2 separate regions of the Danio rerio genome follow, and region 1 is linked to region 2. A link is a contact called in public Micro-C data. All regions are on one chromosome and are shown on one strand. The core of a region is the stretch at or near the end of the contact, and the rest is flanking DNA. Distances in the headings are between cores, read along the strand shown. Region 1 overlaps raph1a (Ras association (RalGDS/AF-6) and pleckstrin homology domains 1a). Region 2 holds the start of abi2a (abl-interactor 2a).

Region 1 (5,971 bases), core at 2,172-4,671, 140 kb before region 2:
CCTACCTGTATTGATACAGTCCTTGGACCCAGAAGTCGCTTTGTGTGAAATCAAACAATTTACTAAAAAATATGATATAATATAATATAATATAATATAATATAATATAATATAATATAATATAATATAATATAATATAATATAATATAATATAACAAGAAACAGTATAGTTTGCAAGTTTGGGAACATGGTATTTTTATTGTACTTTATTTTGATTTGAAAAAGTGTTTAGTAGGTGCACATTAAATTAATCAAAAGTGACAGAATACAGTACATTGATGAATGCATCAATAATATTACTAAAAAATCTTCAATTATTTTTGAAACTTCCTATGAATCATGGTGTCAAGAAAAAAATCACAATTTCCATAAACCGTAATCAGCAACTGTTTTAGTATATATTTATAAAATAAACCATGACTATGACATAAAATTTATTATGACAAAATGTCAAACTATTAAAGACATCATAATAATTAAACCTGCTTTTTACCATGTTTTAATCAAATGAATGAGCATAAGAGTAGTGTACATAACAGTATTATCTTTTCTGATATTTTTCTGTATGGTGTACTGTAAAGATGGTGATTTGTAAAAGTATTGAGGCATTGTTGATAATTCTTCAGCTGTGCTGCCATGTTTAAGAGGTTTGCAGTGGTCTCTGCTCTCTGTTCTCCATCTCAAATGATCCTGCCGGCTGTTGTGATGAAGGTCTAAACACTGCAACATCTGGCCAGCACTTCATCACCCCACTGCCCACTTTCCCTCTGCATGTTTCAGAAGGACTGACCCACAATTACAGGGTTGCCAGATTTGAAATGTTCACCCCCTTCTGCATTTCATACCTACCACACTGGCTTCAGAACGACCGGGTTAGAAACCGTTCCAACAAAACTACTGTAAATAGCCCATGTCTAGTTTTAGTTTCCTTCTCTTTCCGTAACGTTCACGGTGGAGATTTCTGTGGCCTGGTACAGTCTGTCCACGAGGTTTCCTCACCAGTGACTGGATATTTTCAGACCAAAGTACTGGAGAAGAATTTTAATAATGTAAGAGGATTATTCCCATTCTGTTATGCAGTGTAACAGTGCTTATTTTGTTCAACGAGGCTTGAATATAAACGGTGTGCTCTCTAGGCATGTGCTAACATTCAGTCATACAATATATCATAATAATGATCATCCAGCATATCATCATGGTCATTTAAACACTGTATAAATGTATTATCTTAACTTTTACTCTGGTTTTGAAAAATATTCTTATTATTAAGAGTGTATTTTAGTGGGGTTCATCGCAGCAGCAAATGATTGAAGTCTTATAATACAATTAATAGAAAAATATCATTTAAATACATGAACAATTTAGGTTGCCAGTAAAACTGTAAATTTACAAGAACTCTATAAATAAATAATTACAATTATGCTGTATTGTTATATTACAATTGTTAAATTTAATTTTGATGCAGTCAAAACGGCCAGTTACTGTAAACAGTTACTGTAAACTTTACAATAAATTGTATTCATCTATCTGCAGTGCACTTGTAAATTTTCAACCAAACTTGCCAGTTGGTTACTGTTAATTTTAAAGTAAATTGTTTTACAGTGTGGAGCTATGAAATGCATATCACCAAATGACTCACTATGTGAAACAGAGAATGTCATCATAACCTTATTATTATTATTTATGTTATTGATCTTGTATATAAAGGCTATCCTGGTAGTTGTTGTTGCAGAATAAAGTCTGACCTGCCTCTAATTCCCAGAATGCATTGTACAGTAATGACAAAATCCCACTCTCTGTAACATATCTTAAAATGTAGCGACTTGACCAATCAGAATTAAGTATTCCAGACAGCCATGTAATAACATAACAACATCTTAGAATTATAAGGTTGCATCTGACATTTTTGTCAAAAAAATAGATATTGGCATATTCTTATTAAACGGAAACTTATTTACATTATGGGATGTTTTGTTTACATTTTAAGATTTTTTTTAATTTAACAACAAATGTTACACACTCACTGTTTGCTATATGAAATTCAGAAACTTTGAAGCTCAATATCTCAAAACCATTGAGAATGCAGATAAAACCCTATAATTCCAAGGTTAAGTTAAAGAGATAGTTCACCCAAAAATAAAAATTATGTCTCCATTTACTCACCCTTCACATATCACATATCTGATTAAGGCTGAAAACCTGTATCCATTAACTTAGGTTTTGTTTTTCCTACTATACAAGTCAGTGGTTACCAGTTTCCAACATTGTTCATTCATGAAAAACTACTCATCAATGAATTTGCTCTTCAGTGTTGGGACTCTCAATAATGACTTTAAACCACACTGAACTAAGCTAAACTGAACTGAACTTAAACATTAAAAACTGAACTACCCTGATCCAGTTACTATGACCATTTATGTGAAGCTGCTTTGACACAATCTACATTGTAAAAGCGCTATACAAATAAAGCTGAATTGAATTGAATTTAATTCATTCATTCATTCATTTTCTTCTCGGCTTAGTTCCTCTATTAATCTGGGGTCGTCACAGCGGAATGAATCGCCAACTTACCCTTTCAGCCGCAAACCATCTCTGGGAAACATCCACACACACTCATTTTTACACTACTTACACTTTAGCTTACCCAATTCACCTGTACTGCATGTCTTTGAACTGTGGGGGAAACCGGACCACCCGGAGGAAACCCACGCGAATGCAGGGAGAACATTTTAATAACTAATGAAATTAACATTTGTAACGGAGCAGCTTACTTATTATAAAGCCCTTATTGTAAAGAGTTAGCTATTGTGTTTTATCATTTTTTCTTAAAATTTGTCTGAAACGTGTTTACTATTTACTGTATATACAATAAACCAATGCACAAAGGATAAAGTTCTTTAAATTAAACTGTTAAAGTAATCTTTTTTTGCAGCTTCTGGCAATTTTGTGATAATGTAAGTTGCGGTAAAAGCTTCAACAATTATCTCAAAAAGAAAATTTGCTGTGCCATAAACCTAGTGTTATGTTGATGTTTGGTACTGAAACATTAGCATTATTGGCTCTGTGTTGTAACAGCGATTGAACTGTGTTTGTGCTAAGCTTGCCAAAATCAGCCATTTACAGCCAGGAAGGAAGATTTCCAAACCATCTGATAAGAAGACACTGATCTATGCAGATGTGTTCCACAGACATGTACTGTACACACACCAGGTCTCCATCTGCCCTGCTTATTGAGAGATTCTACAGGCTTGGAGTCTTGTTATCAATTAATCATTCATACTCTGAGTTCAAAGAAAAATTGTGGCTGTGATGTTACTTAATTACTTCATAATTTACAATAGTGACTGACAACACTGTCCATGAGTAACGTTGGATAGTGAGGTGGTTTTTGTTATACAATATCAGTGGTTCTGTGTCATCTTGGCCACTAGAGGGAACCAGAGTGTTTTACATTTTCAGAGCAGCGTCTGATTATAAATCTGAGGCATTAGTAAAGGCCCTGTGCACTTGAGATTAAAGATATAGTTCATCCAAGACATGGATATTCTGTCACCATTTATTCACCCTTAACTTGTTCCAAAACAAATTCAAAATCTCTTTCTGTGGTTAAACACAGAAGATAGTTTGAAGAATGTTGGAAACCAGTAGCCATTGAATTCCGAAGTGTTTCGTAGTTTCTCAGGATTTATCATTTATACGTGTTTGATTAAACTGTTTTGTTTTAGTTTGTAAATTAAATATGCATATCCTTCAAATATAAAATCAAAATGTTGTCATTTAGAGCATCTTTTTAAAGTTTAGAGTTAAGAAATCAATATTTGCTGGAATATCCTTGATTTTCAAGCACAACACATAGTCATTTGTCTTTTTGTTTAAAATCAAAACCTCTTTATTTGAAATTTGGAAAAGCGTTAATAGACTTCTGTAGAATAAAAAATGTTAACATTTTACTGAAACTCACACAGTAAGTTATAAATAAAGCATTTCCAGAGAAACAGTCAGAACGAGTCTTTTCTACACCATTACTCCAGTGTATAATGTCACAAGGTCTACATTACTGCTGAAAAAACATTATTGTTTAAAATAGTTGTGCTGTCTGTTTTTTTGTCATTTTTGTTTATGAAGATAAAGATAAGATGGTCATTTTTTATTATTAGGTTATTATGTAAAAAAGAAAGCAATTTATTGAAATTTAAAACTTACAATTTTTTATTAACGATTTTATTGATCGCAGACTTAACACCAGATCTACCAATGTCATTGTTTGACCATTTTAAACTTTTGCAAACGAATTGCTTTGTGGAAACAAAACCCATGACTTTTCTTAATTATTGTGTGCGTTACATTTAATTTAAATTGATAGATTTTTTTACTGTTGTTATTCTATCAACAAAGACCTGTCACAATAATCAATATATTGACTTATCATGCAATACTTGGAGATAACTTCAATAATTTTTACCCCAGCAATATATGTTTACAATTTCACCAAAAAAATGAAAGTCATTTTACAATGATGTTTACATTCTATCTCACCGTTGATATATAGATATATACTATACCTTTTTAACGTCTAATTATGAAATCTAAATAACCTTAAGAATAATAAGTATTATAAAATGTTTATGGCTGTTTGCATTATTATGCTGTTATGTAATTATTATATAATCAGTGCCATGATTTTATCTAAAAATGAAAATAATATTGCTTATTGCAAAAACTTCTGTGACAATATATTGCACAACAAAAATTGCTTTTTGTGACAGGCCTATATCAGCATAAATAACTTTAAAAAATTATATATATATATATATATATATATATATATATATATATATATATATATATATATATATATATATATATATATATATATATATATATAGGTACAAGCTCAAATTGACCAAGCGTATTTTAGGTCTAAAAGTGTTCATAAAGGTTTTTAATGTGCATTCAAATGCCTGTTGGTCATGTTTTTATGTTTTACTGGTTCAGTGGTCGTCAGTAAACTAATCTATTTTCACATTCACACCTATTTTAATTTATATGTCTCCTGACAGATCTTTTTTTTTTTTTTTTTTTTTGCATGGATTTTGTTTCTAGCATTATAAAGTCCAAAAGTCATGAAGCTTATTGATAAAAACTCGATTTGTTGGCATTTTTTTCTATGTTTATAAAATGATCATTAAACCTACACAGTTGTTTTTTCATTAATGATACCTCAGATTGCATTTTAAATGTAAACATCTGTACAATGTTGGTTGTGTTTCAGATGGAGCAGTTTTCAGATGACGAGCTGGATCATGCTGCGGAGGAGGACAGCGATAAAGAGGACCAGGACTTGGACAAAATGTTTGGAGCGTGGCTTGGAGAGCTGGACAAACTAACAAAGGTGAGACTAAAAGATGAGGACTGTGAATCTGTGTCCTGTTAATGCGCTGATGCTAATAATGTCATACTGGTCACGGTTGACAGCATAGATCAGGTCTGTGATGTCATTAAGTCTTTGATTGTTAAATCTGACACTCGTTCAATTAATTTGTGGTAGATGCATTTTAATATATTACTCTATCGTGATGCAATAGTTTTAAATGTTATGCAATAAGGTGTATTAGGATTAAATTGCGTCATTGATAATCTGTATTTTTCTGAATTAATCAGATCCTCAAATCCCTGTTTAGTGTTATTACAGGTGAAACTCCTGTATTTTGTTATCTCATCGCTCTGTTGTTTTTAGAGTCTGGATGACGGGAGACCAGAGAAGGTGCAGAAAGCTCCTCTCAGACAAGATTCAAACATGGCCAACATGGCCTACCGCTTCTCCGTTTACAACATCAACGGTGAGGTCACACAGTACAATACAAGATGCTTCATTTATATTTTTGTGTTATTATCATAACATCATTGTCACTATTAAACTAATATTGATGTAATTGGAGGAGGGCTGTTATAAATTTGTTTGTAATAAAAA
Region 2 (6,106 bases), core at 2,613-5,112:
CCGTTTATTGAATCTATTATAGGGTTGCCTCGATACTGGAATTTGATACCAATCAGTATACTGGATTTTTTAAAATGTCTATTTCCAGCAAACATTTAGTAGCTGTGGAGCACGTTTTTAAACCACAGATTTTCCATTGATTTTCACATGCTCAACAGAAATGACTGTGACTGGCTGTGATGGTCATCGGTTACTCAAACTCACCACTGTTCACTGAGTGAACCACATATAGAGGGACACTGGAGCGTTTTAAAGTCACATCGATCAGCTGGTTTGTTTATAAGCTGACATAAGAGCGATCCATTGATGAATCGCCGCTTTAAAAGACTCCAAATGGAAATGGGCGTTTTTTAAATTTCAGTACCGATTGAAATTGAATTCCGATGTAAGGACAACCCAGATATTCCTTTTTAATATATAACTAAATAACATTAACACATGCTGCTTTTGAAGCTACGTGTATAATCAGACAATTATTCAATGACTTTTAATGGCAGTTCCACTGTTCCAAGTAACAAATGAATCAATAAATACTTTTATTCATTAAAGGCTCATTAAATTGATCAAATGTCGCACTGAAGACTGCTGCAGGTGTTTTAACTAATTGAACTAATATAAGATACAGTTTGTGACGATATGCTAACCTTGGATTAGTAATGTAATGTATTTTTTTATTTAATGCCATATCAGCAACCAAGGCTATTTTCATGGCAGGAATCTTTCAACAATAAATATACAATTTAAAAATCAACAAACAAAAAAACAAATTAAATAAGATTTTTTGTGTTAATACATGATAAAAATTCTAAAATCTTTTCTGTTTTCACTTTGTTAAAAATGTCCTTCAAAGAGTTCATTTCATAAAAAAGGCTTCTGGAATTAGTAAAAGCAGGACAGTCCAGTAAGGGTAGGGTTTTCACCTTGGAGCAAAAAACCATGTGGTATTCTCGTATGCCCAATACGACATCTGGTAAAAACTACTTGATCAAATCGATTGTTAAAATGTCTTTAAATTCTGTGTGAAATTTCAGGTTGGATTTCATGTAATTTATTGTTTTCTAATGCATCCCATTCCTTTTGCCACTTGTTTAAAATGCAAGCGTTGATAAAAGGTTTCATCTCTGATGGAGGAATTTGGCATTTGATCACTACTTGCTTCAAAGCATCTTTAGCAGCTGCATCAGCTCGCTCATTGCCTGAAAGTCCAACATGTCCTGGAACCCAGCAAAAAATGATGTGATAAAACTGATTTTGTGCTAACCTTGGATTAAAAATAGTAGATATTCTGACTTAGTAATATTAATATAATATAGCAATATTGGCATTATAGTATACTGATTATTTTTAAATATCTAGGTAACAACAACAACTTTTTCCCCATTGAACACAATATATTTCAATATTTTGGAACAGTAAATATGTCAAAATAATTAAAATAAATCATTGATTCTTCATTCGTTTCAAAAGCACAGATTTCTTTACTTGAAAATGCATCTTTGAATATCTTTCTTTTCATTGGATATAAATAAGGCAGTGAAAAACACTGTTCGGGTCCAAAGCATGCTTGGATGAAGTTACAAGTCTTTAACAAGTAAAAAATCTGTATATATATTGCAGGAACGATATAACAGAAAAGATTTGCGGTTTAGAAAAAAAACTGACTTTTTCAAACCACAGTAAACCTTGAAAACGGTTATCATCCCATCCCTATTATGTGCTTTTTTTAAATCATAAAACATCATTAGCTTAAATATAGGATAATAAAACGCAAGTAGTCTTCATGTGAAGAGCATTATTTGTATGCTGTGCTGCCTATATGTAGTGAGCTCCAGATGGTGGCATAGTTTAGTTACCCATATAGACATTCATTGATCACACTGAACAGAGAATTCCATGTCCAAATACACAATTTACAAGAGCACAGGATGGAAAATGTGACAGAAGGTCTGCTTCAATGACATTCTCATTACTCTTGTTCCTTCACAACTCTGTTCTAAAATCCCATAATGTAAATATTTAAAAACTGGCCCTTGCTATTAAAAAAAATATTGCTCCTAACAAACTCCTAAGTGAGAGTTTGCATACATCAGTGCTGAGAATCACAAAAACTGCTTTTGGATATAAGTCAAAAGATGAAGGCATAGAAATTGCTTTACAATTATGTAAAGTATATAATGTATGAGCAGATGTGCAAAGAATATTGTGAATATTACAGGAAAAAATGGAGGCTACAAAATAAAGTTTACTTTCTATAATTAACAATTTGCTTAATTCATTTGCATTAAGTTTGTATGCTTGGGTTTAATGTCATCACAGCTTCTATCTGCATTTTTATGTTTAGAAAAAGTGTACAGGAGATATAGATTAAATTAAGATTTTACCATTGAATTTTTAAAAAAAATCTAAAACAGACAAAAAGATTTGCATGGCTCTTCAGTCACCCATAAAAAAAACATAATTGAGCAATTCCAGAATCATGGATGTGACAATTGTAGTAAAAACTCAAACCATAAATTCACATAGAAAGTATATGTTAACATAATATCGAAACATCTGTTTATATTTTCCAAAACAACTAACCACAGCGTTATGGGAACAGAAAAATATCAATCTGTAAATACATTTTAAATTTTAAAAGAAGAAAATAAACATGCATTAAATGTTAACATGCAAAAAAAGTCAGCAGAGTTTACAGTATAACATACTACTACTAACTGTACAACCCAAAAGAAGTAATGTTAATCAAAGAGATAAGAGTTGGCTCAGTATGAAACAAAAATTATTGATTTCATTTTATTTGACATTTTTGAGAGAAAAGCTTTATTATGGATAAGATGCCTCTCCGTTATGGATGTGACAGATGTAAAATTGCTACTTGTGTGACTTTGGTAAATCAAATATAATAGTTTGAAAACATTGACAGAGACATTTCTGAGTATTTTTAAAGTACTGTAAAATACTTACACAAAAAAAAATGTAGAAACTGTATGTCTATTTTGGTAAAAACCTATTTTTTATGGGAAGGTTGATATTTGCATGGAATTGCTCAATTATCCAGCACTTAAAGAAATTGCTTTGAAATTTATACTAATCCAAAAACATGATATGCTACTAACCATCATGTCAAAAACACTATCACCCCAGTATTGATTGCACCAAAACAGTTATGATTGCAATGTACCAAAAAGCATATAAAATACGAATTATTTACAGATTACAAACTGACTGAAATTTTAGACAAAAATAAAAACAAAAAATAATCTAAAGGTAATGTTTAGACTTACAATATGCTTCAAACAGCATGTCAAGATTTCACTTCAAAGTGGTTACAATCAGCTAAGTGTCGTCTATTTTCACAATATAGGTCTACGTTTACAAGACTAAATGATTTGAATTTTATCCGCGTTGTTTTGAACAGTGCTGTCAGCTGCTTCACTCGCATTCATTATTGACAGAGCAAAGTTTCCCCAATGATCATGTAACTTGAATACTACCTACCTACACGCTCAAATCACTGCACACAGAAGTTCAAGCCCTCCAAAAGTAGCCACCGCTTAGTTTAAAGCCTCACCTACGAGTGTCATAAACTTTTATAGTTAATCTGAACACGGACAAGCCGCGGTTGTTTGTACGTACTTAGCGCTGAGCCTCAACAGATGATCAACAACCACCGCACACACATACACACACTTCCAGCCTCCCCAACTCCACAAACACATACAATGCGTACTCCTTCGCCGCTCACCTGTACGTAGTTACTTTCGCAGTACTCGGCGACTCTGTCAAGGTTGGTGAAACTGTCCAACAACGCTCTGCGACCCGCTGGAATTTCCTCCTCCAGCAGCATCTGCAGCTCCGCCATCTTTACATCTCCCTCTCTCTCCCTCCACGCGCAACTAGCGACAGGAAGTACCGCCGCTTCACCTCCCCGTTGAGTTTGGGGAAAGCAGGGAAGCGCGTCTACCAATCCTACTATGGCGAAAAGTTGAAATATAATATAATATAATATAATATAATATAATATAATATAATATAATGTAATGTAATGTAATGTAATATAATATAATATGATAAAATATAATATAATATTATATAATATAATATAATTAATATAATATAATATAATATAATATAATATAATATAATATAATATAATATAATTAATATAATATAATTAATATAATATAATATAATATAATATAATATAATATAATATAATATAATATAATATAATATAATTAATATAATATAATATAATATTAGGATTATTATACATCATGCAATCAAAAATGGCTGATCACTCAAATTACTTTTGTTGCTTGTTTAAACTACTTATTTAAAATAAGTTGAAACAACACAATTCTTAAGTTGTTTTTGGGACAACCTAATTATTTTATGTTGAACCTACTTAAATTTGAGAAAACAATTAAGTTGATGTGATCAATTTGTTGTGGAACTATGAAGCATGCTCAATAAACTCATTTCATTCTGATTAATAGTGCTGATTTTTAAGGTCTTTAGCTCATCAAGTTGCATTTGTTTGTTCAAAAGAGAGTGAAAAGATAAATATTATATCAATATAAAGGTGTCAATAGTGAAAACTTTGTTTTAAAATGTAATTTATTTGTTTGATTTGATCATTATTTACAATGTCACATGATCTGTTAGAAAACAAACATCCAAACAATTTGATGAATGTTTTTGCAGATCAACATTTTCATTTATTTGTATTTTATATAGATGTTCAAAAATTACAAAAGAACATCATCTATCTATCTATCTATCTATCTATCTATCTATCTATCTATCTATCTATCTATCTATCTATCTATCTATCTATCTGTCTGTCTGTCTGTCTGTCTGTCTGTCTGTCTGTCTGTCTGTCTGTCTGTCTGTCTGTCCGTCCGTCCGTCCGTCCGTCCGTCCGTCCGTCCGTCCGTCCATCCATCCATCCATCCATCCATCCATCCATCCAGTCTGTCTGTCTGTCTGAAATGTATTATCATCATTATGGTCATGGTTTACACCTCTCTCTCTCTCTCTCTCTCTCTCTCTCTCTCTCTCTCTCTCTCTCTCTCTCTCTCTCTCTCTCAATTCCATTTAATGTTGTCAGTGGCTTTGGTGTATTTCTCACATTATTTACATTTGCAAAACGGTTGATACATTTCTCAAAACAATTATTACAAACTGCAAAACCTATTTGATAACCTGCAAAAGTAAGTCACTTGCTCAAAATGGATAGCTCATTCCCCAAAAGCAAGTATTCACGTCAATGAAAGTGTCAGTGTCATCAAGATGAAAAGTCCTGCCACCATTGTTTATGAACATGATAGTCAAATGTCTTTGTCATGTTTTCATTATGAGAGTTTACTCTGTAAATATTTTCCAATGCTGAATAAGTCAGATTTTGGTGACACTTCCTGAAAATGCTCAAGACAGCACTAGATACTATTTGCACAGCCATTAGAAAACTACAGTAAAGATGTAGAGATGTAAAGATGCATCACTGCATTTAGTGAGGTATGTGAGTGCAAGACACTGAATATGAATGTTTAATATTTTTACTGCATATGCTTTTTGTAATTCTAATTTATTCACACCATTGTGCGAAAGAATAAATACACCCTTATTTACAACAAACATAAACTTTCATTGAGTAGACCTGTGCACAACTGTAAACAATATTGCAGTATACTGAACAGCATGCATAGGTCTGTAAATCGTTCATAAAATTGTTAAATTTGGAAGACATTTTCAAGGAATTCTTTTTTAAACAAATTTTGCTTTACAGATTTTGACAACTAGTTCAACATTTTTGTATGTCAGGACTCAAGTAATGAAATGAGGACTATTAGTTTTATGTGGAATGACTATTCAGCGTTTACAAGTTTAGTTAATTTTGACTGACATGACATAAGCAAATTATAATTTTACAAACAGCAGACAGAGTGTTGTATTAAAGCAATTGATGCATGTCCAAAAGCATTTGCAATTTGTTGGAAGGAATGAGAATCTGCTACTATGATCTCACGGCAATTCGTAACATTTTGATGTAGTGGCTAATTCGTATGAATTCGTACGATCTAATTAGTGCGATTTGCTCACC

Evidence for each region. Hi-C and Micro-C count contacts between places; a contact is called where the count stands out from the background.
Region 1: a Micro-C map of caudal fin shows a contact between it and region 2, with 3 times the contacts expected there. The contact joins the enhancer-like site here to the promoter of abi2a in region 2. A contact is called at or near these places in 2 of 18 Hi-C or Micro-C datasets (caudal fin and an unstated tissue).

Annotation. Positions count from the first base shown.
Region 1 is chr9:14,018,406-14,024,376 of GRCz12tu, reverse strand. It overlaps raph1a (Ras association (RalGDS/AF-6) and pleckstrin homology domains 1a), which reads left to right. Exons shown (of 15, transcript NM_001366728.1): 3 at 5,273-5,392; 4 at 5,738-5,840. The coding sequence starts at 5,273. Among named protein-coding and RNA genes, the nearest start is that of raph1a, 88 kb to the left of the region's middle. Within about 2 kb of position 3,421, at least 6 of the 62 cell types and tissues checked have an H3K27ac peak or open chromatin away from gene starts, as enhancers often do. A contact at or near this core is called in caudal fin, where this site is marked.
Region 2 is chr9:13,878,156-13,884,261 of GRCz12tu, reverse strand. abi2a (abl-interactor 2a) reads right to left here and starts at 3,862. Exons shown (of 10, transcript NM_001076586.2): 1 at 3,746-3,862. The coding sequence starts at 3,862.